Regions from separate parts of the Mus musculus genome. Here all the other regions are linked to region 1. A link is a contact called in public promoter capture Hi-C data. All regions are on one chromosome and are shown on one strand. The core of a region is the stretch at or near the end of the contact, and the rest is flanking DNA. Distances in the headings are between cores, read along the strand shown.

What was found. Promoter capture Hi-C pulls out the DNA fragments that hold promoters and counts their contacts. Capture Hi-C pulls out chosen DNA fragments and counts their contacts.
Region 2: a promoter capture Hi-C map of liver shows a contact between it and region 1, with 7 times the contacts expected there. The contact joins the promoter of Pabpn1 here to the promoter of Zmym5 in region 1. A contact is called at or near these places in 2 of 39 promoter capture datasets (liver and pre-B cells).
Region 3: a contact with region 1 is called in a promoter capture Hi-C map of liver, with 4 times the contacts expected there. The contact joins the promoter of Carmil3 here to the promoter of Zmym5 in region 1.
Region 4: a promoter capture Hi-C map of liver shows a contact between it and region 1, with 6 times the contacts expected there. The contact joins the promoter of Pck2 here to the promoter of Zmym5 in region 1. A contact is called at or near these places in 2 of 39 promoter capture datasets (liver and pre-B cells).
Region 5: a promoter capture Hi-C map of adipose tissue shows a contact between it and region 1. The contact joins the promoter of Rnf31 here to the promoter of Zmym5 in region 1. A contact is called at or near these places in 2 of 39 promoter capture datasets (hippocampal neurons and liver), 1 of 484 Hi-C or Micro-C datasets (B cells), 1 of 115 datasets of contacts at active chromatin or transcription factors (astrocytes) and 1 of 9 other capture datasets (adipose tissue).
Region 6: a promoter capture Hi-C map of hippocampal neurons shows a contact between it and region 1, with 6 times the contacts expected there. The contact joins the promoter of Rabggta here to the promoter of Zmym5 in region 1. A contact is called at or near these places in 3 of 39 promoter capture datasets (the HPC-7 cell line, hippocampal neurons and liver).

Annotation. Positions count from the first base shown.
Region 1 is chr14:56,809,089-56,814,037 of GRCm38.p6, reverse strand. It overlaps Zmym5 (zinc finger, MYM-type 5), which reads left to right and starts at 2,574. Exons shown (of 8, transcript NM_001253753.1): 1 at 2,574-2,704; 2 at 3,179-3,298. It overlaps 2410022M11Rik (RIKEN cDNA 2410022M11 gene), which reads right to left and starts at 2,049. Exons shown (of 1, transcript NR_152252.1): 1 at 139-2,049.
Region 2 is chr14:54,891,271-54,896,219 of GRCm38.p6, reverse strand. Pabpn1 (poly(A) binding protein, nuclear 1) reads right to left here and starts at 2,077. Exons shown (of 7, transcript NM_019402.2): 1 at 1,726-2,077; 2 at 1,258-1,372; 3 at 524-591; 4 at 297-403. The coding sequence starts at 2,064.
Region 3 is chr14:55,488,006-55,492,954 of GRCm38.p6, reverse strand. It overlaps Carmil3 (capping protein regulator and myosin 1 linker 3), which reads right to left and starts at 1,886. Exons shown (of 40, transcript NM_001374104.1): 1 at 1,672-1,886; 2 at 1-83. The coding sequence starts at 1,711. Dhrs4 (dehydrogenase/reductase (SDR family) member 4) reads right to left here. Exons shown (of 8, transcript NM_001037938.2): 7 at 4,740-4,795; 8 at 2,615-3,136. The coding sequence ends at 3,022.
Region 4 is chr14:55,538,130-55,543,078 of GRCm38.p6, reverse strand. It overlaps Pck2 (phosphoenolpyruvate carboxykinase 2 (mitochondrial)), which reads right to left and starts at 2,813. Exons shown (of 10, transcript NM_028994.3): 1 at 2,566-2,813; 2 at 428-673. The coding sequence starts at 2,594.
Region 5 is chr14:55,589,597-55,594,545 of GRCm38.p6, reverse strand. Rnf31 (ring finger protein 31) reads right to left here and starts at 2,804. Exons shown (of 21, transcript NM_194346.3): 1 at 2,474-2,804; 2 at 2,231-2,377; 3 at 1,930-2,085; 4 at 1,654-1,713; 5 at 1,471-1,540; 6 at 74-251. The coding sequence starts at 2,662. Psme2 (proteasome (prosome, macropain) activator subunit 2 (PA28 beta)) reads left to right here and starts at 3,525. Exons shown (of 11, transcript NM_011190.3): 1 at 3,525-3,704; 2 at 4,019-4,051; 3 at 4,451-4,513; 4 at 4,841-4,927. The coding sequence starts at 3,657.
Region 6 is chr14:55,720,008-55,724,956 of GRCm38.p6, reverse strand. It overlaps Rabggta (Rab geranylgeranyl transferase, a subunit), which reads left to right and starts at 2,694. Exons shown (of 17, transcript NM_001360387.1): 1 at 2,694-2,756; 2 at 3,057-3,113; 3 at 3,252-3,362; 4 at 3,697-3,821; 5 at 3,994-4,181; 6 at 4,450-4,653. The coding sequence starts at 3,111.

The DNA of each region.
Region 1 (4,949 bases), core at 1,325-3,824:
TAAAAACATTTAGTCTCTCCAAACCTAGAGAATCCTTGTGAATCAACTTAGTGGACCTACAGTTTTGTATTTCCAAATGCTTAAGAGAAAGGGGGATGGTTATCATCTTCAGCAGTCGTGGAAATGTTACTATGATTAACACATTTATTTTCAGCCATTGAAGACTTAAATAAAATGCTGGTGATGTTGGTAACGTCCAGAGAGTAAAGCATTATGTAATATAAAAGCTTACTTAACTCTCCCACCAATCAACCCACGGACAAGAAACATGACTTAGGGTTATATGTTTGTCATCCAATGAGCATGCTTTTATCATACTTCAGAAGAGAAAAAAAGGGGATGTGCGTTTTAAATATTGAAAAAAAAAACTCCGGTTTCTGTAACTCTGAGATATGTATATGTGCTCATGAATGTATTTGTACATCTATGTGTGTAGGTAGGCCAGAAGAGCTTGTCCAAAAAAGGGCTTGGATCTCCTGGAACTGCAGTTGCTGGCAGTTGGAAACTGCTCCACGAAGGTACAAATCTGGTAGTCTTTAAGAGCAGGAAGCACTCATAACCTCTGAGCCATCTAATAGCCTTCCACTCAGCTGCCTGGTTTTTGTGGTTTTGTTTTGTTTTTTCTCTTTGAGGCAGTTAATGTATCCTGGGTCAGCTTTGAACTGATTCTGCTACTTCTGTGCCTTTAATACTGGCACTCCATTCCTGTGCTATGAGGTGTGGGATTTTGTTTTCAAATCATATCTAAGCCTAAACCAAGAAAGCAGTGGTGACATGCTTACAATCCCAATGCTCCAGAGGCAGAGGAAGAGAGAGGCAAAGGCAGAAGAAAGATCACAGAGTTCCAGGCCAGACTATGCTAGACATTGTCTTAAAAGAGAGACTCATATATATTTTTGCTCTTTTGGTTTTTCAACTCAGGGTTTTTCTGTGTAGCCCTGACTGTCCAGGAATCCACTTTGTAGACCAACCTGGCCTCGAACTCACAGATATCCAACTGCCTCTGCCTGCAAGTGTTGGAACTAAAAGCATGCGCCACCAAGTCCAGTTAAGAGTCATATATTTTCACATATTATGTAACAAGAACCTCAATCCAACCTAAAAGCATCAGTTGTAATCCCGCTAACAAACACCAGGGCGAGGTGCATTTCTTAGGTTACAGGGAGTCCTGGAAATCCGGCACCAAGTCTTCTGCCAAAGACATGGGTATAGACGAGGAACAAAAGACCCTCGTGCCGCCCTCCAGCGGCTCCGCTCCGAATGCGTCCGGTGGGACTCCCATTAGAGGGTCACTGCCCACGGAGCCAGGATGAAGCGAAGGGCACGCGATGGCCCGAGGCCCGGCAAACGTGGAGGACAGGCGCCGGGCAGGCCGGAGAGCGCGTGCTCGGCCAGGCACCGACGGCCAAGGCCAGACAGCCCAGGTCCCAGGGGCGCGAGCCCGCTAAGGGAGCCCGGGGCTCCATCTTGCCCGGCGGCAGTCTGGGGTCACCACTGTCCTGTGGCCCCGCCGCAATCTCGGCGCGCAAACTCTTGGCGGCCGAGGACAAGGCCTATGGTAGAGCGCGATCGGACTCGTTCCGGGCCAAGTTTCTCGTCCCCACGGGTTCGGTTCTGATGGGCCCCAAGTTCTCCCAACAGATCCCACAAAATGGAGGCCGACGTCTCCTCCCGCCGCAGCCATGGCGGAGGTGGGACACCCTTCCCACGGGCCAGGCAAGGTGGAAGCGCCTGCACGGCCGCCAGCGCACCAGTCCCCTTGCGGCCGCGGCCGGGCTCGCCCCCTCGGTCCGCCGCAGGCATTGCCGGGCTCGCCAGTCGCCGGGGTCTTGGGGGCCTGGACAGGGAGGACGCCGGGACATCGAGGCCGCGTCTCTCCTCGAGCAGAGTCGCAAAGGGCCGTGGCGACCGTCTGGAGGCCGAGACCCAGTGTCCCGATCCCGGGCCCACCGGAAGCCTCGACGAATATCGCCCGCCCCCAGGGCCGAAGCGCGAGCCGAACTGCGGGCAGCGCCACTCGGGCTCCTGACCCGGGCAGACCCCGCGAGTGGGGGCGGGGCGGGGGCACGGAGGGAGGGCGGAAGAGAGGGAGGGCCGGCCCAGCCCGGGGCTGGCGGCGGGGGGGGGGGGGGGGGGGGCCGGCAGGCCCGAGGGCGTGGCCCAGGTCTGACGGACAGCCGCCGTGACTACCTCACCGAGGAGGGTCCTGAAAGAAGGCCGACTGGGCCAATGGAGCCTGCCCGAGGCATTCCGTGCCGCCCACGCCATCAGCCAATGAGCGTGCGGAGGGCGGGGCCTCCCCGGGCCCCGCCGTGCCACCGCCTCCTCTGCCTCCTCCTCACCAGCGCTAAAGCCGGGACTGGACCGAGCGGAGTTGTGCGTGTCGCCGAAGGGGGGTGGGCCGGGGGAGGGGAGGTTCGTTCCGCGGAGCTGCAGCCAGAACCCGGTGAGGCTTCTCCCCGCCGTCTTTCCTGTCGAGGGCCGCGGAGAGTGGGGGTGGCTGGGAGCAGCGCAGCCTCGGGAGGAGGAGGCGGAGGCGGGGGCGACTGGGGAGGCGGAGATGGGTGAGGGCAGCGTCGGGAGCCTCCCACCGAGCCGGGCTTAACAGCCCGCGGCGGCCGGTGTCGCGGCTGCTGCGTCGGGGCCTGAGGGTGCGCTGGGGGCCGCGCTGATGTCCAGGGCGGCTTCGCGTGCGGCCGGAGGGGTGAGGGAGCGCGGGCGCGGCAGGGCTGGCTGGGTGAGGCGGCCGCGGGGCGGGGAGCGCGAGAGCCTCCGGGTGCGGGCGGCAGCGGCCGGAGGTCGAAGAGTGTTTTCCTTTCTGTGCTGCGAGCGGGCGGGCGGGTCGGGGAGGGGCCCTTTGGCCCTCCCGCCCGGGGGCCGCACTCCCACCCTGTCTGTTCAACCGACACCCCAAGTTTTCCGTGTTAAGGGGCGTCCTCTTACGTCCCGCGGCGTTTTCTCTCTCTCTCTTTTTTTTTTTTTTTGGGTCGGTCTGTCGCAGCTTTTAATCTTATTTGAGCCAGTTTCTAATGGCTGACCTGGTGCCTGTCGCGGGCTACTGAGGAGTTAGGCCCTAATCAAGTGCTTGCGGCAAATGGGACCCAATTGTTGAACCTCTCCCGGGTCGGATTTGTACTTGAGTGGTAACTACTTAGGAGAAATGTGAATCCCTTTCTAGATTCGAGGACGCGTTTACTCTTCGACTCAGCTGCGCGCTCTACTCATAATTCTGAAACTGGAAAGAACATATGAGCTTGGCCTGCTGTCGTTTAGTTGATCTATTGTTTATTTGGAGAAGGTTGGTAGAACAGCTTGGGAATAACTTCACCTTGACTTATTTATTTCCTTTGGCGTTCAGGGTTTGGTGCTACCTCGGAGCTGTTGATGTTCACTGTATGTATGTGTTTTGGGTGTTTGTTTGTAAATTTCTTTTTATACTAGGATCTTCAAGCTACTTTGGTGAAGGATTTGACAGGAATAAGGAAAACATCTCCATTGTGAGTCATTTTGCGTAGCTTTCCTGCTTAAACCACTAGGATAGACTTTTCTATTTTGTCGAAGTGAAGAGTTGCTGCCTGAGTGATTTCTGCTGAGAAAGCCAAGCCAGTGTGATCTGTAGTGTGTTAGTGGGTACTACTAACATGGCTGTCTTCTCAGATTCCTAAATAAGACTATGTTCTTAGTCATAAGATGCTGTGCACTTAACATTTTTGTGTTCCTTTCTAGGAGATTTCTTTAATTTCTTGTATTTTTAAACCACTAAGCAGTTATTTATTTTTGAAAAAGCTTGTTTGTTTGTTTGTTTAAAATGTTTTCACCATTGCTCTCTTCAGACACACCAGAAGAGGGCATCAGACCCCATTATAGATGGTTGGGAGCCACTATGTGGTTGCTGGGATTGAACTCAGGACCTCTAGAAGAGTAGTCAGTGCTCTTAACCACTGAGCCATCTCTTCAGCCCACACTAAACAGTTATTTTAAATAAAGATTAAATATTTTTAAAAATTACTGACATGTTTTAAGATGGAGGACAAACGAATTACAAGGGTTTTTTGTTTTTCAGTTTTAAAAAGATTATATGTTACATATATAGGTGTTTTGCTTCATGTATATCTGTGTGCCACTTGGCTGCAGTGCTCAAGAAGTTCAGAAGAAGGTAGAGGATCCATTAGAACTAGACAGCAAGTTATGAACTGCACTTAGGCGTATGGGGACTCAAACCCTGGTCCCTTGGAAGAACAGCTGATGCTCTTAACCACAGAGCCATCTCTCCAGCACTGTGATTTCTTATATAGTACTTCGTAGACATGCACTTCTTTTTTAATTTCTTTCTTTTTTTTTTAAAGATTTATTTATTTTATATATGTGAATACACTGTCGTTATCTTCAGACACACCAGAAGAGGGCACCAGATCTCATACAGATGGTTGTGAGCCACTGTGTAGTCTCTGGGAATTAAACTTTGGACCTCTGGAAGAGCAGCCGGTGCTCTAAACTACTGAGCCATCTCTCCAGCCCCCAGACATGTATTTCTTACTTTTAAAAAATATTTAGAGAGAGAGAGAGAGAGCCTGCCTTCTTTCCATCCTTCCTGAGGAAGCCAGAAGAAGGTGTTGGGTCCACTGGAGCTGGAGGTACATGTAGTTATGTTCTAGGATCAGCTGGGTTCTGGGATTAGAACTCTGGTCCTCTAGAAAAGCAGTAGATATCCTTAGCTGCTGAGACATCACTCCAGTCCCCATCAGATGTACCGTTTTAAAGTTAGGGCAGTGTCAGACTGTAGAATTCTGTCTGCCTGTTAAGATTGGAGGTTGCACTGGGTGTGGGTGCATTTACAGAGCAAGTTCCAGGACAGCCAGAGTTAAACAGCAAAACCCTGTCTTGGAAGAGAAATTGAAAAAGGCAACTGAGGGGCTGGAGCATGTTGGTACTCTTGTGAGGGACCTGGG
Region 2 (4,949 bases), core at 828-3,327, 1.9 Mb after region 1:
GCCAGTCATGGTGGTATAAACCTGAAGTCTAATCCCAGTTTAATTCTGAGTTTAAGGCCAGCCTGGTCTATAGAGGTAATTCCAGTACAGCCAGGGTTAAACAGAGAAACTCTGACTTGAAAACAAAACCAACCGACCACATATATAAGAACCTTTAAAACGAGTTAACACTCTTTTGACTAGATTGACAGCACACATCAGCATGTTCAAGGTCCTAGGTTCGATTCCGAGCTCATGTATTTTTCACGTATTTTTAAAATGTGAGTAAAATGATCTCAACTTATCCTCCTACTTACCCTTTGGGATGGCCACTAAATTTGTCACAGAGTATAGTAACACGGTTGACTGAACCACAGCCATGAAAATGGGCTTCCAGCTCTTCTGCTGTTGCACCATAGTCCACCTAAGGAAAGGAACACTTGACAAGTACTGGGGAAACTCCAATTTGAACACATAACAAAGTAAGGAATAAGAAACAAAAGTCCCCCCCAAAACCCAAAGCAGACTATTCCTTGATACATACATTGCCAACGTAGATAGAGCGGGCATCAGCCTCCATCTTCTCCTCAAGAGACATGATCACTGGGCCAGCTTTTAGAGGGGAAAAAAATTACCTTAGGCAAGCACATCTTCTGCTCGATCAATACACACACACTTCCACCCGCAGGCTAAATTTTGGGTATACTTCTACTATACCAATTACCTATAACAGTGTTTAGCACATAGTAGGTTTCAATATACATTAGAGAAACTACCTCTTAAAAGACCATAAAAAACGGTGTTAAGATTTTACGTTTTTCAAGTCGAGTCTCTATTCAGCTTTAGCTGAAATGCCTCAAAGCAAACAAAACAGAATGGACTGAAATCTAACATTTTTAAAGAACTCCCTCCCTTACAGCCACCAGTCAGTTCCTAAGTCCTAACTAAAGGGTCTCCAACTGAAAAGTGTTAAGACTTGAAGGTCAAATGCCAGCTGATAATCGCCCCAAGAAGGGTACAGACAAACTAAGAACAAAGAGAAACACATTTATAAATGAGACAAAGGAAGGCACAAGACTATCTCTTCACCAAAACGGCTTGTGTCTAACAAAGGTCAGTAGAACACGTAATGGACTATGACCACAGCACCTGCCCAGAAAAAATTGCTCAGACGAGCAGCTTCATTCAAGGTCCCCGGCTTCTGCCACGCTGCAGTCTTCCCCCACTACCCTATCAACCAAAGATCCGGACTGTGCGTGCATGAGGCGATCTACTCACCATTGCCTGGGGGTGGACTCATATTCATCTGCTTCTCTACCTCGTTTTGTAGCTCCTTTAGCTTCTCAGCCTCTTCCTCCATCTCCCTGACTCGAGCTTTGATCGCTTCTAGCTCCTACAATGAATGAGCAGGGCATGCAGTTAACCAGACGCAGGGGCTGTGCCGTACATTTTGTCTGGGCCCGGCCACAGCCGTGCTCGGCCATTTCCCTCGCCTCGTGCGAGGGTCGTGATTGAAATAAAAAATATTATTTAAAAAAAACACGCAGAAAAAATGAAAAGAGTCAATTTACCTTCTCTAGAGCCACCCTAGACACCCATGATGCCCCACCAGGCCGCTCACGAACGGCCTCGGCCCGCCACCAGCCACGTTATTCCCCGCCCAACCCCACCCCCCGCCTGCCTGCCTCCTGTCCGTGCTCTGGGCCTCCCATGACCCGGCCCGCTCGCTCGCCCTCCTCCCCTCACCGGGTCCTCAATGGCGCCGTCGCCGGGGTCGGCCTCAACCAGTCCCGGCTCTTCCTCCTCCTCCTGACTGCCGGGGGCTCCCGAGCCGGGCCCAGGACCCGGAGCTCCCGGAGGGGCGCGGGGCCGGGGCGGCTCCTCTTCGGGCTCGGGCTCCGGCAGCAGCTCCCCAGGCTCCAGCTCCTCAGACTCCAGGCCGTTCCCGTAGTCCCCTGCGCCCCCCGGGTCCCCCTCCCCGGCCTCCCCACCGGCCCCGGGCACAAGATGGCGCCGCCGCCCCGGCCCGGAGCCCCGACCGCCCGCAGCCCCCGCTGCTGCTGCCGCCGCCGCCGCCGCCGCCATCGCCGCTCAGACTGGGGCCCGCCGATCGGCGATTGGAGAACTGAGCCGGCCACGCCGAGGATTCATTAGTCAGTCAGCCTGCCCGTTACCCCGAGCTCGAATACTATTGGGGAATTCTACTTGGCAATCAAACGAGGCCCCACCTCTAAGGCGGGCCACTGTGCCAAATTCTCTAAACCCGGTAGGTGAAATATGCCTGTCAATCAACACACCCCACCTCCTGTTGAGTCCTTAGGTAACAATACGCCCGCACTGTGACGACCTTCCGTTCATCCTCCACCCATGGGCGGGCCCACAACATGGAGGATGCTCCGCAATTGGCCTCTGACTGGTGAGGCGAAAAGGACCAATCTTCCAAACGCCTCACCGAAGTGGCCCATTCTTGGATGCCGATTGGCTTATGGGATTCGACGGGCAGACACCCGTTGTGCGACAGGTGAACCTTGCTCTCGAAAGGATGGCCTGGCTTAAAACTAGGGAATTCCTAGGCGGAGTGTGGTGGCGTACGCCTTTAATACCAGCGCTCAGAAAGCGGAGGCAAGTAGATTTCTGTGAGTTCAAAACTAGACTACTTACAGAATGAGTTCCCAGGCCAGTCAACACTACATAGAAAAGTAACCTCAAAAATAAAAAAAAAGTAAGGATCAGCAAACCTCACTCCCACTAGGAGTTGTGTCCCGTTGTTCTGCATAGGTTATTGTTTTAGACTAAGATTCAGCCAGTTTTCTTGCCTAACTTATTACAACACCCTCTTTTTCTTGGCCAGCTGACGTGTCAAAAATTCCTTACTTAGGGCTAGTTTGCAAGTATGGTCTCCACACTTTCCCCGGTTTACCCGAGGTTCACAGCTTTAGTCCCATATGTGCAGTTTCTCCTAAACCAGACCACCTCAGTGAGAATGCCTTCCACCAGGTTTCCCATTTTATCTTGAGACAAGTGGGCCTATTTCCACTGCACTCTTAACCGTTCTGTGCTCCTTCCTAGCTAAGCAGAGTGCCCGCAGACAAGGGGCCAAGTCCTGTTTATATTTCTATCCGCAAATTTGTGTGATTATTGGGTGACTGCAACTTCTAGGTGTAATTTCCTAGCTTCCAAACCACTTTGAAGACCACTGGGGGAAATTCTCCATGCAAATTCTCAAGACAGCTCTGCACCTTCAAATAACCATGAGATCTGGCCCTGGAGACGATAGTATGATACCCACACTCCAGAAGAAATTCCACACATTTATAAAAATTAAAGAACAGTAGTGCTAAATCTGCAAGAGGACGGACTTTTTGTAGACAGACCAAACTACAAGTCTGAGGGATAGATTCATACAAGCACAATCAAAATGGCTAACTTGGTCGCACCAGGGGAGTGGGGCAAAAGCAAAGTCGGAAGCACAGCTGATTGACCCCACAGTTGCAGGCCTTACCTCAGAAGCTTGGGAGCTGGAAGCAGAGTCGCACTCTTGCTGCGGATCCATCTGAACTGAAGTTGATCACCGAAGTCAGGCACCAAATGCGTTCCAAAGAACCTTACACCGATTCCAGCCAATTCAAAATCTGAAGGGTTTGCTGGCACCCAATTTAAGCAAGGTTAACTAAGGGAAATGTGATTACCAAATGCCTTCGTGTGATGATGGTGGTGTTTGGAGACAGGATCTAACTGACTGACTGACTGGCCTGAAACTCAATTTATAGTTTAGGCTGACCTAATCTCACACAGACCCCACCTACCTCTACTCCCTAAACCCTGGGAATAAAGGTGTGTGCTGCCACACCCATCTGTTAAATAACCTTTGCAAAACCATATTCCCCTAAATCCTTTAGATTGAATTTTGTTGTTTGATACAGGATCTCTGTGTAGCCCTGGCTTTCCTTGATCTCTCTCTGTAGACCAGCCTGGCTTTAAACTCCCAAATGCTGGGATTAAAGGCATGCGCCACCACCATTGCCCGGCTGTGTGTTTTTTTGTTTGGTTGGTTTTTTTGTTTTTTTTTTGTTTTTGTTTTTGTTTTGAGACAGGGCTGTATTATATAGTCTGGCCTTACACCTGAGATCCTCCTACCCGAGGAGCATGCTGAGGTTATTATTTTCCTCTCAGCATTGTGATACACATGTGTAATCTTAGCACCTGAGAAGCTGAAGCAGAAAAACAACCAGGAGTCCCAGGCCAGTCTGCACAGTGAGTAACTAGAGTCACACGCCTTTAATCCCAGCACTGGGAGGCAGAGGCAAGTGGATCTCTGTGAGTTTGAGGCCAGCTGGTCTATAGGTTGGGTTTCAGGACAGCCAGGCCACAGAGAAACCTTGTCTCAAAAGCCACAGCTCTTGATATTCTTACAGAGGAGCTGAGTTCAGCTCTCTGCACCTACATGCTCACTCCACCCGTAACTTCAGCTCTATCGAATCCAACACCTTCTGGCCTCCACAGGTACTAACACACATGCACATACTCTCTCCCACACACGTATACATTTTTAAAATCTTTAAAAAACAAAATATCCCACAGAGCTAGGTGTGATAACATAACAGACTCCTGAATTCCTAACACTTGGGGGGTGGGGAAGCAGAAGCATCAGGAGTTCGAGGCCAGCCTCACTTATATAGGAAAGCTGAGGCTAGCCTGGGCTACATGAGACCCTGTCTCAAAAAAAAAAAAAAAAAAAAAAACGGGGGGGGGGCTGGGCCCAGAGACAGGTTGAGTTCAAGGTCAGCCTTATCTACATAGTGTGTTTCAGGACATAGTGAGCTACATAGCTACAGAGTAAGATCCTATGGCTTCTGACCTCCAAATGCTAGGATTAAAGGCTCTCTCAATTTTTAATGAGGCCCCTAGAAAAATGTAAAACTCTTTTTGTGACTTGCATTATATTTCACTGGTCAGTGATGACATATGAC
Region 3 (4,949 bases), core at 637-3,136, 1.3 Mb after region 1:
TTCGAACTTCTTGGGTTTTGTCTCCAGTTTCACACGATGTTGCTGGAGCACAGCCCCCTGGCTCAGGCACCTCCGGATGCTGTCTGCAGATGGGTAGGACCTGCTCAGAACTTTCTCTTACCCCTACCACCCTGACTCCGCTCTCCAGAGAGAGAGACAGATGAGAGGAGAGAAACAGAGACACGTACGTACTAGACAGGGAGGTATGTATGGAGCAGAGATGGTCCTTTTTTTGGTGACTTTGTTATGGGAGGAAAGTAGGGAGAAAACTCTGGCTCCTGGTGTCCCTGAGTCAGGGGACAGTTGCTGAGTGGCACTGTCTGTGGGAACACGTGTCTTACACTTCTGAAGGTGTGAAGGATTTTCCCACCCACCCGTGCACTATAGTAACCATCAACACATATGCAGTGAGTCTCTCTCTCTCTCTCTCTCTCTCTCTCTCTCTCTCTCTCTCTCCCTCCCTCTCCCCCCTCTCTGTAGGGGTTTGGGAGTCCAGGATAGGAATGTTCCTTGACTGTACCCTAGGTGCTCTGGGGTATGAGAATCTGTTTTTTATTATGGCTGCATGCCTGTCTTCTGATGATGGCAGGGAACCGAGTATGGCATTTGTGGGGATAGGAAAGTGTGAATGAGTGCTGGCTTGCATATGAAAGGGGACCGGTGCCAGACAGTTCTTGTGAGGAGGGTGGGGTGAGAGAAGGGTTTAATGTTCCAGTGAGCCCATATCCGTTTTCTGACAGACCCATCCAAGTATTATGTGTGTGTGGTGTGTGTGTGTGTGTGTGTGTGTGTGTGTGTGTGTGTGTGTGTGGTGTGGTGTGGTGTGCATAGATGTGTGCAGTTTCTGTAAGGTGTGTGTACAAACATCTCGTGACTGTGCATGTGTAGGTGTCAGAGATCTCCAGAGTGCAATAGAGCTCTGAGTATCCTTGAGCGTCCTGCTTTCTGCATGGGCTAGCCTGTGCTCCTACCTTTGAGGATCAGGGTTGTGGCAGGGCTGGAGGGTCTGGGGGGGGGTGTAATTAGAGGAAAAACATCTGGGAATCACTGGTCCAGAGAGCTCTTGAGATGTGTGTGGATGGTGGGTGAGGAGAAGGGGGCAGGCTGGGACGGGGGCTGTTGGAAATGAGCCGCAGAAACCTAGCTTTTGGTTTTAGCTTCAGTCGGGGCCTCTGCCTGGACTCCCCTCCTATGCCCCACTGGCCTAGGCGCTAGGGGCCTCTCTAGGGCCAGTTCCGGGGCGGGGCCGGGAGGAGGGAGGGTGTTGAGATAAGCAGCAGTCAGGACCAGGGGCAGCTCCCAACGCCTGGCCCCGCCCGGCGAGGGTGGGAGAAAGCTGGGACTCTCCGGAGGGAAGACTGGATGCTTTGCAGAGGGGTGGGTCAAGAACGCTGAGAATCAGCCCCCAAGAGCGCCAGGGAACTGCTCCTGTCACCAAAGAGCGGGACGGGCGGCTCCGGGACAGGAAGGTTCTGATAGGGTGAGGCGAGTGGGGCAGAGAAGGATGCTCCACGGAAAGCAAAGCTGGGTCTAGAGATTCAGAGGAAGGGACTGCCTAAGAGCGAGGGATGCGTGAGGGGGCGGGAGGCGCCGGGCTGGGGTGTACCGCAGGAAAGCACTGGGTCTCGATGCTCGCGGACCCGGTGTCCGGAGATGAAGGCAACCTCGTACCTTGCAGCTCGCGGGTGAGCTCCACGCTGGCCTTGGCCATGGCGGCCGCCGCTGCTGCTGCCGCCGCCGCCGCTGCTGCTGCAGAGGAGCCGCCGCCGCCGCCGCCTCCCGAGAGGCGCCGCACATGCTAGTCCCGGCTCCGGCAGGGCCCGGCGCTGAGCGCTGCAGTAGCGGCGGAGCCCGCTCCCGTCAGGGGCGGCTGCGCGAGCGCTCCTCCCCCCCGGCTACTGAGCTCTGGGTCTCCCGCCCCTCCCGGAGAGTTGGCCAATGGAGCATGCGCGCTGAGCTTCCGAGCCGCGTGAGACCCCGCGCGCGCTCGCGACGACCCCTCCCGCGGACTACCTCGTGAGAAGCCCGGAGCGCGGCGCCTGGTGTCCGAGCTATCTCAGGGGCGGGGTGCAGCGTTTCTACTGGCGTGCCACCCACGCCTCGGCCACCCGAAGCAGAATTCTTCAATTTCTTTGTTTATGTGCTTCGGTACCCCTCCCCGGGTCATTCTTGTATGGCCCCGCCCTCCCACTCCTTCCAGCTCAGGAACGGTCCAGCTCGTCCTTGCTGACCCTGGAGGGAACTCTGAATCAAGGACGATGCTGCAAAAAGACCTGTCCGAACGTGCGGGAGGGAGTTAGTTCTTCTTCTTCTTCTTCTTTTTTTTTTTTTTTTTTTTTTTTTTTTTGCTCGCTAGTCTAGTCTCGGGGATCCCCGTGGCGTCCTTGGCACCGTCCCTGGGGGTGTGAGGCTAAGAGTAGCACCTGGGAGTTCCCGAGCTACCTCCCCCAACAGCTGGCAAGCAGCTCCGTGGCAGGCAGACGTAACCACCCTTGAGCGGCAAGCTCAGGCCTTGGAGATAGGGAGGAGGGCTAGGGAGAATTCAGAGATCCAGCACTGCTTAGACTTCTCAGATACACTAAGCACCTCACATTGAGAAATAAACACGCACTGATTCAGAGCAACGCGATCATCTTCATTTTATTTGTACCTTATACGTAAATTGTTAATTTCTATCTCTGTTCAGGTCTGTCCCTTCTATCTCTCCTCAAAGTGTCCAGAGGCGAGGATGAGAGGGATTTGATCTTCACTAAAGTAGCCACAGTCTTCTCAGCAAGCCCTTTTCCCACTACCTATCCCCCAGCTTCCCGCCCCCTCCCCAAAGCCGTTTTCAAGGCCATAGCAACAGCAAGGATGCTCATCTGACCACACTTCGACCACAGGGAAAGCAGGAACTTATCACTGGGCAGAACTGATTTTGTGAGGTGAACAAGATGTTAGGTGGTGGCAACGAAGGGCGACAGAGGCAAGGTGGACTGAGCCCGCCCCACACACCTGCCCTGGTAGGCTGTTTCTGGGTCCTCAGAGGCGAGAAGGGGTTCCTCCCCCCACTACTACGGTCTCTCCATTGATGTAACTGGCGTCTTCAGAGCATAAGAAGGAAACTATGCCAGCACAATCCTCTGGCTTGCCTAGCCTGGGAAACAGGAGACAAGGAGAAAGCAATTGTCAAATAGGTTAGCTAGCCTCTCTCATCTGGTTCACAGGACATGAAATTTGCTTAAGAATTATCAGGTGGGAGCTGGTGAGAAGGCTCAGCAGTTAGGAGCATTGGCCAGCTGCTTTCCAAAGGACCCAGGTTTAAGTTTCAGGACACACACACACACACACACACACACACACACACACACACACACACACACACACACACACGGCAGTTCACAACGGTCCAAAACTCCAATTCCAGGGGTGTGTGATGCCTTCTTCTGCCCTACAGGGACAGGAGCACCAGGATCATGTGTGGCACACAGACACGCATGTAGGCAAAACACCCATATGTATTTTAAAAATTGAAAAAAAAATTAGGTGATTTTTCTCAGAACCAGTGTACAACCTTTTTTTTTTTTGCCTATTAAATAGGGTGATTATGATTAGGTGCTTATAATTTATAGATGCATAAATACTGTATCTTGCAAAACCATGTTATATTTAAATATAGAAACACTGTTTTTAGATACCAGAATGCAAAGTCAGGCCGATAAAATGGTGAACAATTATTTGATGTTTCAAAAGAAATGATTTCAACATGTAAATATGCTATTTGAGTGTCAGAGAGTCGGTGCTGATAGGAAACGGCATGACCGAGGCGTTTCATTTGTACGGGTTCAGTGTAAAGATCCTCTTCAGCAATCTATTTTTTGTCCTCTTATCAACACATTTGTTTTATAAGGATGTGCTAAATCACACAGTTTGTACCGTGGTTCTGTATGTTCTAGGGGTGTCAGCGTGAGGGACAGAAAGGCCTAGTGTTTCTCCAACCTCTCTGCACAGTGTAGTCACCCGGAAGGGTTAATAAAAAGAAAAGGTAAAAGATGTATAAATTCTACCATGGGTCAGTTAAAGAGGAGACCCTGGAAGGGTGCAGTAAGCAGGCGCACTACTGAAAGCTCCTCTAGATGCTTCAAACGTGCAGCCGGGATTCAGATGCTTAGGATTAGATGACTCACTGGGGTCCTAGGATGGCAATACTGTTAACCGAGCCTAAAGCTCATGCCTAGCCTCAGCTTGACTTTGGGAGGACTTGAGGAAGTCTGGAGTGTTTGGACTAGTGAAGAGGTAGGCACTGCCAGCGTTTGCCCTTGAGGGGTCAAGCTAGAGCAGCCGGAAGGCAGAGAGAGGCAGTGGACCTAGAACAATGGAGACCTAGCAAAACTGTCTGCGAGCTTCAGCCAGCCCACTGGGGAAGAGAGCAAGTCGCACAGGCACAGTCTGGCCTCAGGACAGCTTCGCAGTGATTTTATTTGGGTTGTGGGATTGTCAGGCTGAGCTTGGGAAACACCACGATCTCCTGGGTTCTGGTCTCCACAGGTGCCAGAGAGGCAGACAGTGGACAAGGGCTCTGCTTTGGGCCAGCTCTGATGCCTTTGGTTTTTGTACTGGAAGCAGTGTCCTTGGTCAGGTGATAGGAGTGATAGGGTCTATGAATCTGTGACATCTACAAGGCTCATGCTGTGTTATCTGTGGGACTGAGAGTCAGGGGAGAGCTTTCTGTCTATCCACACTAACCCTGACCTGCTTACCTTCTGATTTGCATGGCTTCTTTTATGAAGTCCTCTCTTGCTTTCTCCTCCCACAACTGCGGGAAGAAGGGAAATCTTTTCATGTGCAGGAAGAGGGAAAGCACGGAAAGAGAATGGAGGAACACTACAGCCTGTTAGGGAAGGGTTCAAATTCCCAACTCTTGTTGCTTCTCCACTCTCTTCCCTCTCCACTGCCAGTCTCTTCTTCAC
Region 4 (4,949 bases), core at 1,564-4,063, 1.3 Mb after region 1:
GTGCTGGGACTAAAGACGTGTGCCACCACCGCCCAGCGGCCACTTTTTAAGTTTAACTTTGACTCTAGGTCTGTCAGCATTATTTTTTCTTATCCAGTTCCAGTTTAGTCCCTTTAGGCTTTGTCTCATTAAGAGGGGTTTTCCCCAAGGCACAGCCTTGGAGCCTCTACCCCTGGCAAATGTTTCATGAAGGAGGAGACAGGCAGTAAGTAGGCCCCCTCCAAAGTAAGAGCTCCAATTTGTAAATTCGTATCAACTTTTTCATTTAATGTAAAAAACGTTCACTTTCCCGTTCCACTTTCCCTTGAAGCTCCCATTCTGGCTCATTCCACTGATGTGGTCTAGAAATATCTGTCTTGGGGAACCCAGAGGGACCTCAGTCTAAGCAGTAACCTTCATCTTGGGGGTTGCTAGTTTCAAGGCTTACCAGTTCTTATACTTGGGGAGTTTGCGGATAAGACCCTGTTCTTCCAGCAGGGCCAGTATGGCAGTGTTCTCAGCCTCGGTCCCATCACAGATGTGGATGCCCTCTGGTTGGCACAGATGCGCACTGCGCGCCACAAAGTCTCGAACTCCAGCCGGCAGCTGACTCATATCTCCACTGAGCACATGCAGGGTTTGGATGCTACGGCACGGTGACCAGCACCAGGGCCTTAGCCCGTGCCGGCTAAGCCTATCAGAGTCAAAACAGAGAGTCAACCATCCAGTGGCTATCATGGGAGACAAGCATTGGTGAGTGGGGCAGAAAGCCGTACCTCTGGGGAGTACCAAAGTGTGTCTGGTTGCAGGCACCATAAGACCAGGTTCTGGGTTGTGGTGGGTATGTGGAGTGAGTTCAGACTACCTGTATCTGTGGCTTTTATGAGGTTTGTGTCTCCCATCGGGGAGGAGAGGCAGTCAAGCCTCTGGTCCAAGAGTGAAGAAAATTGCCCAGATGAGAGCTTCATGAGCAATCTTAAAGAAGCTCTTCCATGGCCTTTTCAATCAGTTTTGATGTTCAAATGGCAGCTACTATTATCTGTCTCCTTCGGTGTAAATGCCTCCAACAGAAGGCATAGCTCCAGATGGTAAAGCCCTCTCCCAGTGCCAGCCAGGCTTTAGGTTAGGATTCTCGAATGAAGACAACGGATGCTGGGGTTTCAGGTAGTGCCTCTGTTCACCTGGGTCAACAAGGGTGGACTAGCCAAGGATGTTTTAACATAGGGAAAACTGGATCAAGAAGAATAATGCCATTGGTCCATGCCTAGATTCCTAGAAGGGCAGGGTAGTCTCTGTATTGTTTGTCCTGCTACCCTCCTGGAAGATAGTAGGGTCTGCTGTGATTGGTCTGGACAAAAGAAGGTAAAGAGATGTAGTTACCCTTCTCACATGCCAGGCCTCACCTGCCAGAAACCCATAGTAGGCCTCGATGGTGTGGGCCTGTGCATTCCCTGGCTCTCCTTAGAAGCCTTAGGGGTTGATGGTAGGGTCAGAACCTGAGAACACAGGCTACATTGCCTGGGAAGGGAGAAGAGAAAGCTCTTGGATGTGGGAGTTTGGGCCTGGGTGGGGTGTTTTCCAGAAGACAAAAAAGGCAGCATACTTTGTGTGGCCCCAGGGGGTGGGGGCACAGCAAGGTAGGTCTCTTTGTGTGTTTTTCTGCACATGACAGTTTCCCTGAGAAATTAATTTTAAATGCATGATCCTGAAAGCTTTGATCCCCAGGTATTGGCTCCAGTTGTCTTATGGGAAGCACAGCTTCTCCCAGCCCCACCCCAATTCTCCTGCACGCCCCTGAGAGGGACCTTCTCTCTATCCTTCATAGACCACTCTCACATGGATTAACCAAGTAAACTGCGAAGAAGAGATAAGGAGTCAGTTTAGACTCTTTTACATCCTAGACCATGGAGAGAGGGGTATACGGAGAAGAGGCCCGGTTGTATGGGGGGTGGGGCAGGGGGAGCCAGCCAGGACAAGCCTGGGGTCCAGGACCTACTGGGGGAAGCCGGCCAAGTTAAAAAGGCAGTCTGCCCTCCTCCCATCTTGCTTGCTTCCTTCCTTCTCTCCCTCCCTGTCTCCCTCCCCCCCTAGTCCCCAGAGGCTTCACTGGGCTTCGTGCCAGGTTCCGTTCTGTTCTCAGGGAGGCTGCAAGTGATGTTTACCTTCTACCGTCTTTAGGGAGCTTTGAGCTCGGGTCCCCGGGGCCTCAAACCCTATGGCCTCAAGGCCTTAATGGTTACTCACACACTGAAAGCTGGACTAGGAGCCCTTGGTCTGAAAGAATTACATCTGCTAAGTAGAGCATTTGCAGAGATAGGGCTCAGGAAGGCAAAGGAGAAGGGGGAGGAGGTTGCGAGTGGCAGCTAGAACAGCACACAAGCCGCAGGGAGGGACAGAAGAGCACAGAGGCTGGCTAGGAAACCTGGCATGGCTGGGGATGGGAATGCGGAGGGGGGGGGGGATGCACCACCGTGAGACCCACACTGATTAATAGCCACCCTGCCAGTCTCTTCCTAGGATGGGAAACAAGCGGAGGAAGCCCGGAAGGTGGAGCGCGGAGTGGGCCCCGGGCTATGGGTCACTCACCGCAGGCCGGGGAGGTACATAGCAGCCATGGCACCTGGACTGGCGCTGCGGGATGGCCACAGGAACGAGCGCAGTCGGGGAGACAAGGAAGGCGGGGAAGGAAGGAGCATAGCAAAGCCAGAGGGAGTTGAGGTTGGGCGGGAGGCGCTTAAAAAGGAGGCGGGCAGTCCCCGGGGCGGAACCTAGCTGGTTCTCTCGCCCTTCTGTAGGCCGGCTCACTAGCCCGGGCTCAAGGCCCCGGGCTGGGTGAAGCCTCCGCCCCACAGTCATCACATCCTCAAGCCATTGGAGGCCGGAGTTCAATTTGGGATCCGCCCACTCGGCCAGCCACGCTGTAAGATACTGATGTAACTTTGAAGGCTGTTGCTCCTTAGAGAAAGCAACCAAGAGATGTCGAATGCAAAACAAGTTAAGAGTGAGGGATGAGACCAGGGCTGGGGAGCCCAGGATAACAAGATGCCTAAACCCTCAAGGTCTAGGTTTGCTTTTCCAGAGCACTCCTAGCCTCAGGCTTTTCTTTTCCAGGGTCCCAGATGCTAACTAAGCTCTCCTTAGTCCTCAAATAATAACAAAACCAAACTATTGTCCGTGCCCAGCTTCTTATCAAGGGAGTTTCCTCTAGCACCATGGAATTGGTGGGGTGTTTCAGGCTTACAGACATATCCTTGGTCCTCTAATGCCCTCCCCCACCTAATCCCAAAGAGAGTCCTTGTGTAATTTCTCAACATTTCATTCCAACTTGAGACCATTGGGTATTCAAATGCTGTACCAACCCAAACTCAACGCATCCATGATGCTCAGAATCCTCTTTCTGGTTGCAGCACTGTGACTTTCTTTGGAGAACCATCAGATCATGTGGGTCTGACCTTGCTTCTCTTAGGGCCAGTTTGTGTGGCCCACACCCTGGCCACAGCAATCAGGATGTTCAGAGACGGGGGCATGGGATCCCTGTCTGAGACCTTTTCTAACCTTTGGACATGAGCTCCTTTTTTTGCTGGATTGCTGAGTCTGTAGAGTCTAAGTTGGGTTCTGTTGGGTGTCAGCTTGATAATGCAAAGCACCAACCTGCCTGAGGCAGAGGCAGAGCAGTGAGACAAAGATCAATAGATGTCCCCTAACCACCCCAGTGGTCTTTATTAAGACTGTCTGAGGGCTTCTTTAAAAACCCCTTCTTCTTTTGGGGGTTAGGATGGAAACTGTGAGCAGAGATGCTCAGTGCTGTGGAGCCTGAGTTATGGCAGGGTCTCCCTAAACAGCCAAGGGCTCTCTTCCTCTCCTACTCTTGCTGGGGTAGGTGGTCCAGAGTTTCTTATTCTTTGGAGGCCATGTGGACCTTAGAGGACTGTGTGGACCTAAATGGTCCACTGCTCTGTTGCTGTAGCCAAATTATCTGTCATACCTGGATATGAGCTTGATAAAGTGGTTATTGAGAGCAATGCTAGTACCACTATCAAAGGTAGAATGGATGTTGCTGTTAAAGTCTCAAGAGGCAACTGGTCCCTATATCAGCCCAGGATGCTTCAATGCCTGCCTCATCATCATCTCCTCCTCCTCCTCCTCCTCCTCCTCCTCCTCCTCCTCCTTCTTTTTCTGAGACAGGGTTTCTCTGTGTAGCCCTGGCTGTCCTAGAACTCACTTTGTAGACCAGGCTGGCCTCAAACTCAGAAATCCGCCTGTCTCTGCCTCCCTAGTGCTGGGATTAAAGGCATGTGCCACCACACCCGGTGCCTCATCACCTTCTTATATCTGCATGTCTGTATTTACTTTTGAATCACAGTCTCCCTATGTAGTCTGGCTGTCCTGGAACTCACTATGTAGACAAAACTGGCATTGAATGCAGAATCTGCTTCCCAAGTGCTAGTTTTAAAGGTATGTGTCACCACACCTCTTGGCATCTCCCAGATGGCAGTTTTCTCTGGGCAGCATGTCAGATCCAGGACGCACAGTGGAAGTAGGGACAGAGAAGGTCATGTTAGTGAACTTACTGTTCAGCTCAGGCATGACCTTTGCCCACAGCTTTGGCTGTACCAGGAATGAAGGGATGTTTTGGGTAGCCCATGGCCATCACAGCACAGCTTTTCGGTGTGTGTGTGTGTGTGTGTGTGTGTGTGTGTGTGTGTGTGTGCGCGCGCGCGCGTGCGCACACGCGCATCTGTGTGTGATCCAAGGTCTTCTAGAGGACAGTAGTCATAAATCCCTTGATGGATGACCTTGGGCCAGGGATTGCTAAGCAGACTGTGGAACAGGGGGCATTGATGACAAACTTGAATGAGATGTTGTACCTCTCCTGGTCCATACCCATCACAAACAGAAAGGGCAGAGATGATGTCCCTTTGGGTCCATCCTCCCAGTCACCCCACCTTTCCTCACAACAGTGAAGACCC
Region 5 (4,949 bases), core at 1,555-4,054, 1.2 Mb after region 1:
ACATAATAGATACTCAAGTAATCTTCAATTTCCTTCTTAATTTCACTCTCCCCAAGAAGAGAAAGCCTCTCACCTAGAGCTCAGGCTGGCAGTCTGGTGGGACCCAGGCAGGGCTTGGCGAAGGTGATGTGCACGGGACGGATGCCCATGGAACAAAATGTCACAAGCTGGGCACGAGACTTGGTTACAGGCTGGACAGTGCAGTGTGCCTGGGGCAGAACCACAGAGGAAACAGGGACCAGGAGTGGAGCCTGGAAAAACGAAACCAAAAGTGTAAAACTTAACAAGCATATATACTCAGCCAAGATATGGAGTCATGGACCTATCAACAAGCAAATGAAGACGTTTACACATAAAGGCAACTTCTGTAATCACACGCACGCTGGAGCATTAGTTACAAAGAACAAAATCTTGTTATAGAAAGGAAAATGGACAAAACTGGAAGATACCATATTGAGCAAGACAAGCCAAACACAGAAAGACAAGCATCACCTTTATTCCCGCCTCACCACAATGTAGCCCTGGCTGGTTGGCTTGCAAATGACTGTAGACCAGACTAGCCTCAAACTCACAGATCCATCTGCCTCTGCCTCCCCAGGACTAAGACTAAAGATTAAAGGTGTGAGCTACCTACCATGTCTGGTGTCTCTCTCTCTCTCTCTCTCCACCCCACTCCCTCTCTAAGTTATTTACTTTTTATTTTGTATGACACATGCATCATAGAATTCAAATGAGGGCCAGATCCCTTAGCACTGGACTTAAGAATGGCTGTGAACTACCAAGTGGATGCTGGGAATTGAACTATGGCAAGAGGTGCTCTGAACCACTGAGCCGTCTCTTCAACCCCCAGAGTAGCCTTTTTAAAAAGACCAGGCTACACAGTCGGTGAGATGGCTAAGCAGTTAAGATCAAGTACTGCCCTTGCAGCTTGATTCCCAGCACTTGTGTTGGGCAGCTCAACATGGTCTGTAATGCCAGCCGCAGAGGGATCGGTTCTGGCTTCCATGGCACCTGTGCCTACATGCACATATCTACCCACCCACCTTCCACTACTAAAAAGTAATATTAAAGGAGGAAAGACCAGGCTACACTTAAAATTTTGTTATGGGTTAGGGGAAGTCACAAAACAGTCTTTACAACATCTGGACCCATGGTGTGTGGGGGGGAAGGGGGGCTTTCATCTCTTGAAATAAAATACAAATACAGGCTGGAAAGATGGCTCAGTGGTTAAGAGCACGGGCTGCTCCACCAGAGGTCCTGAGTTCAAATCCCAGCACCCACATGGTAGCTCACAACCACCTGTAATGGGATCTGATGCTCTCTTCTGTCACACTGGCATATGTGCAAATACAATGCTCATATACATAAATAAATAAATCTTAAAAAAACAACAAATACAAGAGGAAAGAAAATCCTACATTTGCACCAACTCAGTCTAATATTTTTCTCCCGTAAAGAAGCATACAATACCTTGGGCAGAGGGGCGGGGGCCAGGAACAATCTCCCTCAGAAGGGGGTGAAACTCTGAAAGCTGCAGCATCTGAGAAAGCAAGCGGAGCGTGGGCAAAGTGCTGGGGGCACAGAATCCCATAAACTCAGCCCCCCCCCCCCCCCCCCGTGTTCCATGAACAACACCCTTCCTGCCTTCCTTACACCATCTTCAACGCTCTCTCTTAGCAGCTGGTCCAGTGCATTCTGTCTGGGATGAGTATTCTGCAAACAAGATGATGAAAAGAATTCCCACCTTGAACAACGTTCTCCCTGTAAGCCCTGATCTCCTAACATTCCAGAGGGAGAAAGTGTAACAGAAGCTTCCAGGCTGGCTGCTGCAGCAACAGAATTTCCCTGCACGGGGGTGGGGGTGTCTCAACGTGCCTTGGGGCTCCCAGTCAAGTACTTAAAATCCTTAGAATCAGAAGGTCATCTCACCTGCAACAGCAAACTGAGCTCGGTGCGAAGCAGCAGTACTTCTAGTGTGACAACAGCAACCTGGTATTCATCTGGTTCCTCCTGCCCTTCGGGGAAACTCAATCCATCTGGGCGCTCCTCAGTATAGCCATACAACCGTAGTACATCCCGGCCACCCTGGCACACATTCAGGACCCGGTCACCATCTAACAGACCTCCTAGGCAATAGAGCTGGTCCCCCACTCAGCACACCCTCAAGCCTTTCTGGTCAACCCTAAGCACAGGTCTAGTCCCCTTCTCCGATAAGGTCCAAGAGTTTCACCTGCACAGCATCCACCGTGCTGCGAAAGACGGGGTTATTAAACTTCACTGAGCGCCAATACCGGGGCCGCTGCGGGCTGAGGAGGTTGCGACCATATTTTTCCAGGATGTTCAGGGCCGTGGATAGGGTGTTGAGGTAGTTTCGAGGCTGGGAGCATTCAGAAAAGCAGAGTCGTGAGCCTAGCCCACCTGGCCTCTGAGCCTAGGTCCCCTTCCATGGAGCGCCGGGCGGGCTTGACCTCACCTCCCCATGAGCGTTGCAGCGGACCAAGCGTCCGGCGTCCAGCTGCAGGTAGCGGGCGGCTGGTGGCAGAGAGGTGGCCAGAAGCGGCATGAGCTGCTCCAGGGGAAAAACCTGCGCAGAATCCCACCTCAGGGCGCTCGCCAGCTCCTCGCGGGCCGCCAGGAAGCCTCGCTCCTCGTCTCCCGGCATCCTGAGACTGGAGACAGGCTCAGCTTCTCTGCCCTCCAGGGGCTGGCGCAGGTGCGCGCGGCGCCACAGCAGCCCGGGTCACTTAAGCCACCGCCCCGCTCAGCCCCATCCACGGCCAGGGTTACCGGGAACAGGAAGTCCTGGCAGAGAGGGCGGGACTGTGGGCCACTTTAGAGGAAAAGGAGGGTTCGGAGTGACGGTAAAGCTGAGATCAGGAAGGGTGGCCAGGTCGCCGCCAATGAAGAAGCCGCGGCCCGGGCTCCTCCCATAATGCTACGGAACCTTTTCCTTCCGAATCAGGCTCTCTTCTTCGCCTTCCCTTAAACTATCCCGCCCCTTCCGGAGGGACCCACCTCCCATGCGAGGGGTTAATTTTGCCCAGAGCTTTGCTATCTTTATTTCCATAGTGTTGGTTCTGTTCCATTCCCCGGCGGGGAAGTCCCACCTTATCGGGGACCGGCTCTGGCTGCCCTTAGCCCGGCTCAGGCGGGCTCCTCCCTTCTCTAGTCTGTCCTGAAGGGAAGGCAGTCCCGCTCGTCCTGCTCCCTTCCATCTTGCCAGGCTTTCCTCCTTCTTATCCTTCCTACTCTCTCGGATCCTACTTGGTCCCCTCCTCAGTCTAGCGTCATGGAACCCCACCTCTGGGTACCCCCTTTCCTATTGTCCCACCCTCTCTCAGTCCAGTACTTCCCCTGGACGGTCCATACTATAAGCTCCGCCCTTCTCGAGAGGCCGCCTCTATTTGAGTCTCCGCCGTCCCACGCTTTCCTAGCTCCTCCCTTGGACAGCCCCTGATGATGAAGCCAACACCGCCCTTCCTAGTGGCAACTAGCTGGGAATGGCTGAGGGGGTACTACTCACGGTTGGTGGCCGGCCAGGAGGAGGAGAAAAAAGGGAGGGGGCGTGGCTGAGGGGGGTGGGTCTGGGCCTGGAGAGTGAAAGCGAAAGCTGGGGCTGCTAGCCCAGGCTCGAGAGCTGCCAAGTGGGGGGAAGCATGGCCAAGCCTTGTGGGGTCCGCTTGAGTGGAGAAGCCCGAAAACAGGTAAATGGGAACCGAAGCCAGGAAGGAGTGAGAAGTCCTAACGGAGATAAAGCTCGGTGCTCCTGGGCACCAATGGGGCCTTGCGAGCGAACTCCACCGGCCTCTCTTTCTTTAGGGCTTTCTTTCACTTCTGCTCAGGGATTGCCAGTGCCGTGTCCTCGAGCCAATCTGTGCACTGAGCAGGCTCCTCCAGGGGGAAACTAGCTTTGTGGGACAGGTTTGGGCTAGAGTTGGAAGGCACCTAGGTTGGGAGTGGGCCCTTATTCTATACAAACTAAACCCTAACCAGCATCCGGCTACTTCTGTCTGTGCAGGTGGATGTCTTCAGACAAAATCTTTTCCAGGAGGTAAGTCTCTGAATTCAGTCGATGTAACCCAGAGTCTTAGTGCAGAACTCTAGGGCCACAAGCTCTGAGTAACCCACCAGTTCACCTTAATTTTGGTGTCTCCGAACCTTCATGCTTACTCAAGGTGAACTGCAATGATTTGTTTCTACTTGTAATCTGATCAATCTTAGAACTCTTAACTGCTTTTGCCACTCCCCTTGAATGGAAAGGTAAAGATGTCGCCCAAAGGGAAAACCCCATAGCCCTACTTCTGCCCTTCATGAGATTGGGCAAGTCCCTTTATTTCCAGGGCTAGGGTTTCCTCATACGAGAGTCTTGAGCTCAGTGATTTCCATGGGCCAACTTCTGATACGTATCAACAAACCTCTTGCATGATTATTTTTGTAATGTAACTTGCAGGCTGATGACTTCCTCTGCACTTTCTTGCCACGGAAAATCATATCCCTGAGTCAGCTCTTGCAGGTGAGTAGTATAGACCCCTCTGCTCCATCTCCTGACACCTCTCATCACCCATCTGACGGGCATCAGCATGCTGGGAGCTGAGTGAGCCTGGCCGGGTGTGGTGGCACACACGTTTAATCCCAGCACTCGGGAGGCAGAGGCAGGCGGATTTCTGAGTTCGAGGCCAGCCTGGTCTACAAAGTGAGTTCCAGGACAGCCAGGGCTATACAGAGAAACCCTGTCTCAAAAAAAAAAAAAGGCTTGAGCCTGGGTTGGGAGGAAGAGAGATGGAAGGCTGTGTCTGGTGAAGGGAGGAGGCTGGGTAGTGTCTGAGAATAAATTCTACAGGAGGATTCCCTCAATGTGGCCGACCTCTCCTCCCTCCGGGCTCCTCTGGACATCCCTATCCCAGATCCTCCACCCAAGGATGACGAGGTAAGGCATTCAGTGTGCAGAG
Region 6 (4,949 bases), core at 1,445-3,944, 1.1 Mb after region 1:
TATGCCCACAGTGCTTTAAGCAAGCTGACTAGTCTTTACCGATGTTCAAATCCCTGCTTTCACAACAAACAGAAAAATCTCTGCAAATATCAGCGCACAGCTGCCTGCTTCCCACTCCCTCGAGGTGAAGGCCAACTATAACTCACAATGACTCCTCTTGCCACTACGTAAGAGGCTTGTCATCAATTCTTTTATTCTTATCTGTGAGGGCACCTGGCTTAGCATCCCTCTGCCAGCTGCCTGAGTCTGTTTGGTTTCTCACCCGCAGCTGCACGCCACACATGTCTGACATGCCCTTCCTGCCTTCTCTTTCCAAAACACAGGCCCCTCCTTTTTTGAATGCAGATGTTTTTCACAATACTCACTTCCTCTCAAGCCTGCCTGACTCAGCTTTGCCAGTTTCAAGATTGCTAATTATTTAATCGGCTCCCTTGCTTACCTCACCCTTCCCCCGCCCCCTTCCCTCCTCCCTTAGTAACTATGATGTAACACTGTGTTTGGCAAACCTTCACCGGTTGGCATCTGTATTTCTGGTATCTGGTTGCATGTCTGAGTGCCTACAGAACAAGAAACAAGATCCAGAAGTTGCCAAACAGCAATAACAACAAAATATGGATGTTGAGGGGAGACTAGCCCAGAATCACGGCTGTCTTACCTGGTACTTACTACTACTACTTGGGTGGCCCTCAGCAAGCTAGTAATCTTTTTGAACCTCCATTTCTTGCATGTTTGTCAGGAAAAATAAAAATAATAACTATAATACCTTTGCTATATTATTATTTACTGAGTATTTATTCAATATAGTCATTATTCAAAGCACTTCACACCGGTAGTTTATTTAATCACAACATCAACTCAAGCATCTAGATAAATTTTTCTTCTATGATTGTTTTGTTGTTGGAGCTTTTTGTTTGTTTGTTTGTTTTGTTTGTTTCTTCGTTTGTTTTTGAGATTACATAGCAGAAACTAACCCGGAACTCCTTTTCTAACCCAGGCTGGCCTTGAACTTGGGGTTCTTTCTCTTGTCCCATGCCTTGAGGTTACAGGTGTTCTCTAAGACATCCAATCCAGCCTTTTAACTTTTTCACTTAACATCTCAGTGCATATCCCAGGCTGGCTTCAGACTCAGGGCCTTCCTGCCTCAGCCTCCCAAGTGCTAGGATTGCAGGTGTGAGCCACAAAGTTAGGCTGAGACGTATTTTTAATCACTCTGCTTTGGCTTCCACATGTGGTCCTCTGTGTGTGTGTGTGTGTGTGTGTGTGTGTGTGTGTGTGTGTGTGTGTGTGTGCGCGCGCGCTCACATGCATTAAAAATACAGAGCTCCCATCACAGTGCCAGGAGCAAAGATAACCAGTGACTCAGCTGTTTCCCCCACTGGGACTGAAGTACACAAGGCCAGAAGAAGCATCTCTTTTCTTCTAGAATACGTTACCTAAAAGAGGACCTAGAAAAGGGCTGGGCAGGTAGTGGATACTTTAAATCTGTCTCCATGGCTCACGGTGAATGAAAGTAGAGAGAACACAGGATGAAGAACATTGCAACAGCCTTAGTGGCAACTGCACTGAATGGTTATTAAAGAGACTAAAAAGCTTTGAGAACACTGCCACTTAGTGCAACAATGATGATAAAGCTGGCACTCAGAGGGGGGAGACGGGGGGGGGGACTCTTTTTTAGCTTTTAGAGTTTGAAATATCTCTAGGACATATAAGCGAAACTACATTTTTCTTCTTTCTGGTTTTTTAGACAGGGTTTCTCTGTGTAGCCCTGGCTGTTCTAGAATTCGCTCTGTAAGCCAGGCTGGCCTCTAACTCAGAGAACTGCCTGCTTCTACCTCCTGAGTGCTGGGATCAAAGGCAGTGTGCCACCACTGCCCAGTGATACTCAATTTTTAAAAAAATTAGAAACCTCACTATTATCTTAAACTCTAGACCCTCCTGTGTCGACCCCCTGAGAAGCTGAACATTACAAACAGCACCACTGCCTCTAGCTTTTGACCATGTCAACAAATACATATACTGCTATATAATTGTCACTATCATTATGCTTGTGGACGTCTGGACTGGAGAGAGGTTTGGGTGCCATATAGTAACCATGAATGTAGATGAAATCAAGAGAACAGGAAGGAAACCGAGAACTTTTGGCAGCCAGAACTCGCTGATAGCAGGTTGCTGGAGAAACTTCTTCACTTAGCCTGGAAAGGGACTCTAGCCAGCCTGAGTTTGGCAAACATGGCTCTGTCAGGCCTTGCCCTTCTCTCCACTCCCTCTGTCTTGCTAAAAACGTTAGATTGAGTTCCTAAAGCTAGCTACCGAGATCCGTTCCCTTATTCACCTCATCCTAACACAGGATTTCCCCTTTTACCTTTATAAACTGCCACTCTCCTATGGGCCATGCCTGTCTCCTCTCTATTCAAAGACAGTCCTTTGTCCCCTCTTCGAGAGAAATACCTGCCCCCCCCGTCCCCCCCCTCCCCTCTTCTCTTTCCCCTTCTCCATCTCCTGTCTTGTCTCTTATTCCTATACTTCGTCCCTCTAGGGCAAATAAAGCTCCTTTGTCCTGAAAACTTGGTCTTGGGGTGTCCTGAGCCGATACCAGTCCCTTCAAGGCTGCAGTTTGAGTTGCGAATGGGAAGAGCCAGGCCTGCAGGGGGCGCAGCGCCTCGTCTCCGCACCTCACACAGCACGGAGCCGCTCTAGCCACACTGGGACTCGGTGGCGGCCGGAGTTGCACGTCCTGGCACCTCCTCCCTGAGCAGGTGAGTTCGCCGGTGGAGGAGGGGGTGCAAGGGTCCACGGGACGGACGGACGGGCGGGCGGGCACTGCTCTCTATATGCGCGGCGTGTGCCTCGGCCCTGACGGGTGGGGCTTCGGAAAGATCCGTGGGGACGGAGGCCGTGGTTGTGGTGAGCGCTTCCTCCTGACCTCACAGTGCCAGCCGCCGGCCCCCTTTTAACTCACGGGGATCCTTATCCTGGGCCTGCTGGCAGCTTCCGGGAAACACCTGGGGGGCGGGGCCGTGTGGGCGGGGTTCTGTGATTGACATCTCTTTCGGCAGATTGAACGGGCTGCCTCCGGACCCCTCCCCTATCGCCAACGCTGAGCCGAAACCATGGTGAGAACCCTGAGCTCAGCCCCTTTCCCCTGCATGCCCATGCCCTCATCCCACGTGGCTATCTCGGCCGGGCTTCTGCAAGACTGCCCTTGCGAGGCAACCGGCGTTCATATTATCCTATCCTCATATCCCTGGTAGCATGGGCGCCTGAAGGTGAAGACGTCCGAAGAGCAGGCAGAGGCCAAAAGGCTAGAGCGGGAACAGAAGCTAAAGCTCTACCAGTCAGCCACTCAAGCTGTCTTCCAGAAGGTGGGGCCCTCGGAGGTAGTCCCCAATAATACAAAGACCAAAAGCTTGACCCTAGAGTCAAACTGTAGGGATCCAAATTTTGATTCTGTCTGTTGTTGCTGTATTGCCTTGTTCGAGTCACTGGAACTGCCTTCATCTGTAAAATGGAGCTGATGATTGCACAACCTGTGTACGAGTATTGCAAAGATTAAGTGAGAAAATACCTGTTAGGCCATGTAAGGTTTTGCACAGTACCTGTTGCATAGTGCCACTATTGACTGGTTCAGAGTTTATAATGTTTAACCTAGAGCTGGGGAAAGGCTGTGGTCCCTGACCCTATAACCTGTCTTCACAGCGGGAGGCAGGCGAGCTGGATGAATCCGTCCTAGAACTGACAAGCCAGATTCTGGGAGCCAACCCTGATTTTGCCACCCTCTGGAACTGTCGCAGAGAAGTGCTCCAGCAGCTAGAAACCCAGAAGTATGTAGTAGTTCAGGTCTCTGCCCTGGCCCTCGCCTGGGTGCAGAACTGGAGGAGGATTGGGGTAGCCGGGCATAGAGATAGGATAGTAGGGGGACCAGATACAAGAAGGGAGGGACAAGTTGGGGTTGGATGTTGGAAGGCTCTAACCCCCCTTTCTCTTGGGGTCCAGGTCCCCTGAGGAGTTGGCTGCTCTTGTGAAGGCAGAACTAGGCTTCCTTGAGAGCTGTCTGCGTGTGAACCCTAAGTCCTATGGCACTTGGCACCACCGCTGCTGGCTGCTGAGTCGCCTGCCTGAGCCCAACTGGGCCCGGGAGCTGGAGCTGTGCGCTCGCTTCCTCGAGGCCGATGAGCGGAACTGTACGTGTCCACAGTCCTGTCCCTACAAACCTCATGGGCCCCGCATCCTGGTACTGGGTCCTCAGAGCGGGGAGGGATACACAGGATCTAGCACCAGCATCCTGGTAGTGCTGAAAGGGATGGCGGAACCAGATGTATGTATAGGAGCAGTCTATGTAGTTTGCATGGAGGAATTGCTAGGGCTCTCTGAGGAATTCTGGGGGCCGTCAGTACAGTAGCTCCTCTTTGTCCTGCGTCTGAGATAGGCTCCCTCCCTCAACCTCTCTAGTTCATTGCTGGGACTATCGGCGATTTGTAGCTGCACAGGCTGCTGTCGCGCCTGCAGAGGAACTAGCCTTCACTGACAGCCTCATCACCCGGAACTTCTCCAACTATTCTTCCTGGCATTATCGCTCCTGCCTCTTGCCCCAGCTGCACCCCCAGCCAGACTCTGGCCCCCAGGGACGGCTCCCTGAAAATGTACTGCTGAGAGGTGAGTGGGCCTAGACCAGCAGTTCTCAACCTGTGGCTTGCGACCCCTTTGGGAGTTGACCAACCCTTTTCATTGGGATCGCCTAAGACCATCAGGAATATCAGGTATTTACATCATGATTCATCGCAGTAACAAAATTACAGTCAGCAAGGAGCAAAGAAAATCATTTTATGGTTGGGGGGGTCACCACAACATGAGGAACTGTGTTAAAGGATTGCAGCATTAGGAAGGTTAAGGACCAGTGGCCTAGAGGATCCTGGCAAGGATTTTGCAGGAGCACCCAGTCCTGATGGCTG